2 separate regions of the Macaca mulatta genome follow, and region 2 is linked to region 1. A link is a contact called in public Hi-C data. All regions are on one chromosome and are shown on one strand. Each heading gives the region's core, a stretch centred on a gene start, on an enhancer-like site or on the middle of the called end of the contact. The rest is flanking DNA. Distances are from core to core; before and after follow the strand shown. Region 1 holds the start of RAD9A (RAD9 checkpoint clamp component A). Region 2 holds the start of POLD4 (DNA polymerase delta 4, accessory subunit).

What was found. A called contact is a pair of places that touch in the nucleus more often than the background predicts.
Region 2: a Hi-C map of fetal cortical plate shows a contact between it and region 1, with 2.0 times the contacts expected there. The contact joins the promoter of POLD4 here to the promoter of RAD9A in region 1. A contact is called at or near these places in 7 of 14 Hi-C or Micro-C datasets (CD4 T cells, blood, cortical neurons and 4 more).

Annotation. Positions count from the first base shown.
Region 1 is chr14:6,991,880-6,996,928 of T2T-MMU8v2.0, forward strand. It overlaps RAD9A (RAD9 checkpoint clamp component A), which reads right to left and starts at 2,238. Exons shown (of 10, transcript XR_013403509.1): 1 at 1,563-2,238; 2 at 862-990; 3 at 32-146.
Region 2 is chr14:7,030,001-7,035,049 of T2T-MMU8v2.0, forward strand. It overlaps POLD4 (DNA polymerase delta 4, accessory subunit), which reads left to right and starts at 2,017. Exons shown (of 4, transcript NM_001266109.1): 1 at 2,017-2,235; 2 at 2,453-2,542; 3 at 2,733-2,844; 4 at 3,521-3,986. The coding sequence starts at 2,139. The coding sequence ends at 3,545.

The DNA of each region.
Region 1 (5,049 bases), core at 988-3,487:
GCACCCCTTGGCTGTCCGGCTGCCCACTCACCGAACTTGCAGTGCAGCTGGACCACCAGGCGGCTGCTCCGGCCGTTCAGGGAGATGCAGCATTTTTCCACCGTCTTCTCCAGCATCGCCAGTGAGCGGAAGACAGACAGGAAGGACTAAATGGGATAAGACACCTCAGCCTAGCACCGCATCTCTGCAACAAGCTCTCCTGTCCCGTGTAGGCCCACACCAATCATGGGCCCAGCCTGTAACTCTGGGAAAAGGGCTCCCACATCACACGGGACACTGGCATCCTTCTAGGCCTCATTCATGCTCTTCCTTATGCTTGCAATGCCTTGAAAGACCTGCTTACCTTTCTCTTTTTTTTTTATTTGAGATGGAGTCTCGCTCTGTCACCCAGGCTGGAGTGCAGTGGTGCGATCTTGGCTCACTGCAACCTCCGCCTCCCGGGTTCAAGCAATTCTCCTGCCTCAGCCTCCCAAGTAACTGGGATTATAGGCCCCCACCACCACACCCGGCTAATTTTTGTATTTTTAGTAGAGACGGGGTTTCACCATGTTGGCCAGGGTAGTCTTGAACTCCTGACCTCATGATCTGCCCACCTCAGCCTCCCAAAGTGCTGGGATTACAGGTGTGAGCCACCGCACCCGGCCAAAAGACCTGCTTACCTTTCTTGACGAACTTGAGCCTCACCACCCTCTCAGGTCCCCGCTGTGATGCTTTTACCAAGGCCCTCCCTGTGTTTTGCATGGATTGGACTTGCACGTGTCTCTCTCCCCACTTAGCATCTACTGAGTACCCCAGGGCAGAGGCACAGCTAGTGGAGATTCCTGGGATGGGGCAGTGCCACTGCTGAGGGAAGGGCCTCACCTTCATCAGGATCTTACAGCGCAGCAGGTCCTGACCAGGGGTTGCTGCCTGGTATTGCTGGAAGAAGAGCGGAGCAAAGAGAAAGCAGGCATAGGCAGAGCGGGAGGAGTTCACCGTCCGGAGGGAGAGCTGGGCCACGAAGAGCAGGGAGAGGGACGTGGTCAGGGGGCAGCCACAGACCCAGCCCTCCGGCTGCTTCTGCTCACACACTTGCTCTATCGTCCTCCCGCTCTGCCACCACCTGCTGAAACCCTCCTTCCACATGAAGCCTTCAGAGTCGGCCTCGGGGCTGCTGCCGCAGAGGAGCGGTCGCACACCCAGGCCTACCCCGAGTTTCTCTAAGGGCACGTTACCCCCTGGGAGCTCACAGGAGGCCAGCTTGCAATTCACACACCGGCCTGGGAAGATGACAGGCGCTAGGCTGAGAAACTGAAACTCTGCCGACAAATCTGCCAGCGGTCATCCCGCCTAGTGGGGGCGAGACTCGAGTCCGGGTTACCCGCTCCCGGCTGGAGTCCCACCCGCCCCCCCACACCCCAGCCCCTCACCCCGTCCTCCAAGGGTTCCAGGTAGAGCTCGTCCCCGATGCGGGACAGGGAGTGGACGGCCTTGCCGAGCACTGCGGGGAGGAGAGCGGAAGGGGGTTAGGCTGGCGGCTCCGCGGCTCCTGCACCGCCGCTGCCAGGCCGACCCGCACTCACCCTTCACGTTGCCGCCCGTGACCAGGCACTTCATGCTGCCCCAGCGCCCAGCCAGCGGCCAGCACTACCCCACACTCCGCGACCTCAGAGCCCGGGGTCCTTCCCGCGCACCGCCCCTGCCAGCCCCTCCCCCGCCTCCCCATTGGTCCACACGCAGGCGCCTCCGTCACGTGAGAAAAACGTTCACAGGCTCCGCCGTCACGTGACGGCGCACGTTGCCCCGGGTGTCACGTGACCCGGGAGGCCCGCGGCGCCCGTCAGCTGCTCCTGGCTCTCCAGGCACGCCTCGGCCTTCAGCGCCCTTGGAGATCGGGGCGTCCCGCGGGCCGCGCATCGGATCGCGAAGGGCAGAGAGGACGCAGCTCTGGGGCGCGAGGTTCCTGTGCAGTGGACCGAGCGCTAGACTCGGAGTCCGAATGTGGGTGCGAGCTCTCTGGGGTCACCCACTGAGTAGAGTTCCCGGGCGTCTGTCGGAGGATACACGGTGCAAGCAAGACCATCGCACCCACTCTGGGCCGGAGACTCGAACTCCAGCAGCAATCCCCAACTCTAGAAAGAGGTCAAAGCAGCTTGCTTGCAGCAGCTGGGAGTGGGAGGTGGCTGCTCCTTCTGGCTTCGAGGATCCTTGAAGGAAAAACGGCAGCTTCTCCAGGCAGAAAGGGGTAGAACGGTGCTCCTGGCAGAGGGAGGAACAAGAGTAAATGCTCAGCGGTGTGGGCTCCGCCCCCTGGAGAGGGGAGTAGGTCTGTGAGTCTCAGAGAGGCTTAGGGGCCGCCAGATGATGAGGGGCACCGCTGGGACGCTCTAGAAATGTTTTACGAGGGTAGATCGTGGTTATGTGCCTTTTTTTTTTTTTTTTTTTTTCCCCGAGACATATTCTTGCTCTGTCACCCAGGCTGGAGTGCAGTGGCGCGAACACGGCTCACTGTCGCCTGGAACTCCTGGGCTCAAGGTATCCTCCCACCTCAGTCTCCTGAGTATCTGGGACCACAGGCACACCCACCACGCCCGGCTTTTTTTTTTTTTTTTTGTAGAGACGGAGTCTTGCCATGTTGCTCAGGCCCGTCTCAACTCTAGGGTTCAAGATATCTTTCCGCCTTGGCCTCTCAAAGTGGCGTGAGCCGCTGCATCCGGCCTGGTTTTTTTTGGGTTTTTTTTTTTTTTTTTGGTCTTTTTTTGTGTGGGGGGTTTTTTTGTTTGTTTTGAGATAGAGTCTCGTTCTGTCGCCCAGGCTGGAGTACAGTGGCACGATCACGCCTCCCAGGTTCAAGCGATTCTCTTGCCTCAGCCTCCCAAGTAGCTGGGATTACAGGCGCCTGCCACAAGGCCTAGCTAATTTGTGTACTTTTAGTAGAGACGGGTTTCGCCATGTTGGCCAGGCTGGTCTTGAACTCCTGACCTCAAGTGATCTGCCCGCCTTGGCCTCCCAAAGTGCTGGGATTACAGGCATGGGCCACCACGCCCAGCCCGGGCCTGTGTTTTTAAAAGACCTCAGACTGGCCGGGCGTGGTGGCTTATGCCTATAATCCTACCACTTTGGGAGGCTGAGGCGGGCGGATCACCAGGTCAAGAGATCCAGACCATTCTGGCCAACATTGTGAAACCCCTTCTCTACTAAAAGTACAAAAATTAGCCGGGCGTGTTGGCGAGCATCTGTAGTCCCAGCTACTCTGGAGGCTGAGGCAGGAGAATTGCTTGAACCCGGGAGGTGGAGGTTGCAGTAAGCCGAGATCGTGCCACTGCACTCCAGCCTGGCGACAGAGCGAGACTCCATCTCAAAAAAAAAAAAACCAGACTGTGTGCCAGGTGGGGATGCATCAGCTGGAAGGTCTTCCCCTTCTCCTGGGCCTCCAGGTCCAGGTGAGTAAAATGTAAGGGAGTCCTAGAGAAACTCACTGACCCCTATTCTCCCCACAGTACCAAGGCTCTGGTGGTTCTTTGAAGGGCCCAGGGCATCCCTGTGTTCCCGTAGGGCCTGTCTGTGCCTTGCCCCTCAGATCCTGTGGTAGTGGAGAAGATTTATTTGTCTCTGCACCCCTTGCTCTCCAGACCCACTTTCAAATGAGTTGAATTGATACATAATAATTGTACACATAGAGAGAGTACAGCTGACATTTGGATACATGCATACACTTTGTTTCTCCCTCTCTTTCCGCTCCCCTGGTCTCCAGCCCTGGCCCTTTCCGTGGAGTCCTGGGGGAGGAGGTAACTCTTCCCTTCCCCTTCCCAGGGGATCCATAGAAATAGTGCCCCCTGTCCCTGGGCATCCGGCTCAGTATGCTGGGAGTCATCCTTGACCTCATGCTCGCCCTCACCCCTACACAATCTTTCAGTTAAGTCCTGACCACTCTGCCTCCCAAACAGGTGGTAACTTAACAGGTGGCAGCTTTGCCCTCCTCTTCCATCTCCAGGGCCTAGGTCACCATCCTCTCACCTGGATGACTGTAACAGCTCTCAATGGTCTCCTGCCTCCACCCTGCCCCCACCAGGCCACTCTCCATACAGCAGCAAAGTGACCCTCCTAAAATGTCCATTGTGTCATGCCTCTCCTGTGTTTGCACACTCCAAGTGGTTGCCATAAAATCCAAACTCTGCCCTGAACCTGCAGGAGCCGTCCCTACCCATTTCTGCACCTGTTGCCTCCCCTTGATCACCTGCACAGCCATGCCAACCGTGTGGGCTCCCTGAACCCCCCACTTCCTCTTCCACCTGGGGATCTTAGCACATCCTTAGCTGTCCCCACCACTTGGCATCATCTTACCCCTTCTAATGTGGTGGTGCTTCTCTTCCTCCGGGCTCAGTGAGGCCTTTTCTGTCCCCACCAGCACCCCAGTACGCTCTAGCTAGGCCCTGTTTTAGCCACAGCACTTATCACATTATTTCGTACCTGTGTTTTCCTATTTAACATGTGTCCTCCTCACTAGTGTGTCTGCCTCATAAGGGCAGGAACTATATCTAGTTTTGTTTTTTTTTTTTTTTTTCCTGAAGACAGAGTCTCGCTCTGTCACCCAGGCTGGAGTGCAGTGGCGCGATCTTGGCTCACTGTAATCTCCGCCTCTGGGGTTCAAGCAATTATTGTGCCTCAGCCTCCCGAGTACCTGGGAATACAGGCGTGTGCCACCACGCCTGGCTAATTTTTGTATTTTTATTAGAGATGGGGTTTAGCCATGTTGGCCAGGCTGGTCTCAAACTCCTGACCTTAACTGATCTGCCCGTCTCAGCCTTCCAAAGTGCTGGGATTACAGGCGTGAGCCACTGCACCCGGCCTTGGCTTTGTTTTGTTTTGTTCTGTTTTGTTTTGTTTGTTAAGATGGGGTCTTGCTTTGTCACCCAGGCTGGAGTGCAGTGGCACGATCATGGTTCACGGCAGCCTCAACTTCCCAGGCTCAAGCGATCCTTCCACCTCAACCTCCCGAGTAGCTCAGGGCTACCGGCGCGTGCCACTACAGCCAGCTAATTTTTTTTTTTTTTGTATTTTTGTTAGAGA
Region 2 (5,049 bases), core at 767-3,266, 38 kb after region 1:
GGCGGTGGCAGGGCCCCACGGCTATCAGCTTTCAGGGGTAGGAGGGACTTGGGAATGAGGAGGGGTCTGCCCCACCCATGGCTCCCTATCCCTCAGGGCTTGGACTCAGGAGGTGGGTGCCACACACCTCTAGAAACAGCCCAGGAACCCTTGCTGAGGCCCTCTGGGGAGGGGGTAATCAATCCCCCAGAGCCTATATGCCATCCCTACCTAGCATACTCAGCGCCTGACTGGACTCAGCACCTAGGCCCTCCCCAGCCCTGGTAGAGAGGGCCTCCCTGCTTCCATCCCCAACTCCGCAAGGACACTGTCTCCCTGAATGTGGGCCCCACTTAGTCCACAAGGCAGATGGGGGGATTAGAATAGGCCCAGCCCAAACAATACAGCAGAAAGGGCCCTCCAGCTCCATGCAGTGCCCTGACAAGCTCCCTCCTCCACCAGCCCTCCTCCAGGACGCCGATGGGGGGAGCCAGGCAGGACGTGGACCCTGAAGACATGGCCTGCTCCTGTACTTCCCCTTTGGTGGTCTCCTCTCCAGAGCAGCTTCCTCCCTTGTGCCCACAAGTACCAGTGGCTTAGCCCTCTTCCAGTGCAGAGCACCCAGACCCCAGAGCAGGGAAAGGAGGCGGCAGAGGCTTCTGAGCAGGCGGCAGCCCAGGAGTCTGTGCCCCACCCTCCCAGTATCCCTGGAAGGAAGAACCGGATGGGATCTCTGGAGGGTGATTAGAGCTGGGCTGGTCCCTGTGCTGGTTCCCAGACTCCCACTGGCCAGTACTTTTGCCTCCTGCCAGGAAGTTGATGAGGGGGAGGCAGCAGTATGGATGAGTCAGTGATGACAGGAGCCCAAGGGACAAAGGTCATGGGTGGAGAATTGAGAGACATTGTTTACAGCAGTCCACCTCCTCCAGGAGGCCTTCCAATGCTAATCATCCCTGTGGTCCTAACCAATCTCTGACCCACCCTTTTCCTCTTCTGGTAGGAATTATAGCCTCTTACTGACAACTGTACATCTGTCTGCCTTGTGACAGTGAGCTCCTGGGCCCAAGACAGACTGTGGTTCGACTGGGGCCCTGCAATGCCTGTGACTCTCGGCAGTGATAATCATTGAGCTATACTTCCTACTTTCAAAAACTTTTTGACATCTCTTTTAATTAATATGTGGGAAAGTGCTTAGAACAGTACTTGGCACATGGTATGTGCAACATGAGTGTTAGGTTTACTGTTAATATTTTCTGCTCAGATTAACATTATTGTGAGAGGGCAGATTTTGCCAATGAAGAACTGGGGATCAAAACCCATTGTGGTGGGGGAACCAGACCCTTGCTCTGCCTTCCAGTATGGAATCTTCCTGACTGGTGGGGCGGGTGAGGCAGGACTTGGGACCCCAGGAGAGCCAAAACAGCAAACACTTACTCGGACTAAGAGTGGGCAGCATCTTTGGGCACAGACTGTGAGAAAGGAGGTTTCAGAACCCATGGGCTTCTCCAGCCAGGTCTCCTGGGGCCGGTGGGGGTTGGGTGGGAGCAGGGAAGGGGCCTGGATTAGACCAAACTCTCTTCAGACCTCCAAACCTGCCCCCACAACGCTGGGCGGGCCAAAGGACCGAGTGAAGGCTCCAGCTGGGCTCTAGGGAGTTACAAACTGGCCACGGGGATTAGCGAAGCTGAAAAGAACATTTGCCTAGGAAGGGAAAACGGGAAGTGAGAGGCTGAGGATAACTCTCTTCAAGTCTCTCGGGACCCACAGCAGACCAATGGGGGCCGGGGGAGGTGGTGAAGTAGGGGCATCCTGACAGGTCCCCCGCCCCAGCCTGCCCCTCCTCCCGCAGCCCACAGCTGTGGCACCGCCCCACCCCTCACCCTACACTGCCTACCATTGGCTAGCGCCAGGGCCCCGCCCCACAGAGGCGGCCTGCCATTGGCTGAAGTCTTTCCTGTTTGCGCCCTTGTTGGGGTGGGGGAGGCGTCCCTCCCTGGACCCCAGCGACTTCCTCTCTCGGTTTGTCTGGGTCATCTTGTCTGCCTGCCGCTGGCCTGGCCCCGTCTGTCTCTCTCAGCAGCTGTCTTTCTCGCGCCCACTGGCCGGTCTCTCCTCTTCCCCGCAGTCGCCTCCTTCCTCTGCCTGCCTGGGTGGCCGCCATGGGCCGGAAGCGGCTCATCACTGATTCCTACCCGGTTGTGAAGAGGAGGGAGGGGCCCGCTGGGCACAGCAAGGGGGAGCTGGCATCCGAGCTAGGTCTCTGACGTGTGAGGGAGGCAGGAGGAGTGGACACGGAGGGGCCTAGAGGACGTGGGCAGAGGGGCAGATGGAAGGGGAAAGGTGGCCTGTCCTCCCCTCCCGACACCAGGTCTAGCTGCGGGGTGGCAGAGGCAAAGGGGTGGTGAGGAAGGCTGGGAGGTGAGGGGCAGGAGACTGAGGCCAGCCTCGCACTGAAGAGCAGCTGTCATTGCAGGGGAGGAGCCCCAGCCCCGCGACGAGGAGGAAGCGGAGCTGGAGCTGCTGAGGCAGTTTGACCTGGCCTGGCAGTACGGGCCCTGCACCGGTGAGAACCCACCCAGCCCCACGGAGGTGCCTCTCCCAGCCAGTCCCGTCACCCACACGTCTCTGAAGTCACCCAAGCGCTTGCGTGACTCTGACCCTCAGGCACTGTCTCCCCTGAACACACACATTCTCCAGCTCAGACTCTACCCCATCCCCAACAAGGCTCCAGAGTCTTCTTCCTACCCTGGCAGGGATCACACGGCTGCAGCGCTGGTGTCGGGCCAAGCAGATGGGCTTGGAGCCTCCCCCAGAGGTGTGGGAGGTGCTGAAGACCCACCCCGGAGACCCCCGCTTCCAGTGCAGGTCAGAGACAGGCCGGGAGGGCTTTCAGGGGAGCCAGGGCCTTCTCCAGGCACCGTCACCCTGCTGTCCTGACCTGAGGGAGAAATGGATGGAGGGTTGAAGGGCCTTGCTGAACAGGCAAGAAGGAGGACACGCTACTGTAATAATTCTTTTTTTTTTTGACACAGAGTCTTGCTCTGTCGCCCAGGCTGGAGTGTAGTGGCGCGATCTTGGCTCACTGCAAGCTCCGCCTCCCGGGTTCACGCCATTCTCCTGCCTCAGCCTCCCGAGTAGCTGGGACTACAGGCGCCCGCCACCACGCCCGGCTAATTTTGTTTTTGTATTTTTAGTAGAGATGGGGTTTCACTGTGTTAGCCAGGATGGTCTTGATCTCCTGACCTCGTGATCCACCCGCCTCGACCTCCCAAAGTGCTGGGATTACAGGCATGAGCCACCGCACCCGGCCAATAATTCTTACCTCCACAAGCTAGTCGGGGGCAAAGGTACACCCAGGAACCAAGGAACTATCTATTTAGAACCAAGGGGTTTCCCAAGGACTATGGGCATGGCCAAGAATAGCTGGTGAAATCAGATCCAGGGACTCAACAACTGACCCTTTCCCTCTCTCTCTCTCTCTCTCTCTCTCTCTCTCTCTCTCTCTCTGGGATATCCCTCCCTCCCACCCCATCTTCTACAGCCTCTGGCATCTCTATCCCCTATGAGGCACCACGTATGACCTCCTGCCCTTGGCTCTCTTGCTCCTCACCCAAGAATCTCAGGACAGAAGCAAGAGCCCATTGCTCCTGCTCAGCTCAGCCCCGCTGCGGAGGAACCCTTGGCAGGCAGAACCTGGAGGTGTCAGAGGCTCAACTCCTCCATCTAACCAGCAGGCTCTCAGAGCCCCCCTGGAAGAGCCTGTGCAGCTGAAGCAGAGTGCTTCTAGATGGAGAGTGGTCACTGGGGAAAAGGACCTGGCCATCACCTTCCAGTACCTGCTGCCTGTCTCCCTGACCCATGGTGTGGCAAGTTAGGCACAGCCAGACGTGGACAGTTGATCCATGAGGCAAAGATGCTGTCCCACCTATGGCTAGGAATCAGAGCAGGACTGGCTGAGCTCCCAGGGCAAGGGGTTCACTAATGCTTACCAATAAAGAATATTAAGCCTGGAATCCTGACCTTCAGTCCTTTACTGTGGCCCTGCTTTGACTGGCAGTCCCTAGCAAGTTAGGAGATGGGAGAACCACCACCACAGTTCTTTTCCTTCAAGAAAGTCCTAGGCCTGAGAGGGAGAAGACATAGACAGCTTAAGAGACGGATCAAGTCCTCTAAGAGCTGAGCGACCTCTGGTGCCCCCTGGTGGCCCACAGGGAAACTACTCACGACTCACCTTCCTGGAGCAGCCAGGGAAAACCTACCTGACCCGCCAGCCACCTGGCTTGCTAAGCAGTGCCCACTTCACAAACATGGGTGCTTTGCCAGAGAAGGACCTTTGGGGTCCATGGCGCATGAAGTCCAAACATATCTATACATTCCCAGCAAGCACCTCTGGCTTCCCACATCAGGGACCACCTTGATCAAAGCAGGGCTGGGGAGGGTCTCAACTTGCAGGACCTGCTCAGACATGGCCATCATCTGAGGGGCTTTGGTAAGAAATTGATGGCTGGGCGTGGTGGCTCACGCCTGTAATTCCAGCACTTTGGGAGGCCCAGGCGGGCGGATCACGAGGTCAAGAGATGGAGACCATCATGGCTAACAAGGTGAAACCCTGTCTCTACTAAAAATACAAAAAATTAGCCGGGTGTGGTGACAAGCGCCTGTAGTTCCAGCTACTCAGAAGGCTGAGGCAGGAGAATGGTGTGAACCCGGGAGGCAGAGCTGGCAGTGAGCTGATACTGTGCCACTGCACTCCAGCCTGGGTGACAGAGGGAGACTCCTCAAAAAAAAAAAAAAAAAAAAAAAAAAAAAGGCTGGGCACAGTGGCTCACGCCTGTAATCCCAGCACTTTGGGAGGCCAAGGCGGATGGATCACGAGGTCAAGAGATCGAGACTATCCTGGCTAACACGGTGAAACCCCATCTCTACTAAAAATACAAAAAATTAGCCGGGCATGGTGGCGGGCGCCTGTAGTCCCAGCTACTTGAGAGGCTGAGGCAGAAGAATGGCATGAACCCAGGAAGCGGAGCTTGCAGTGAGCCGAGATCACACCACTGCACTCCAGCCTGGGCA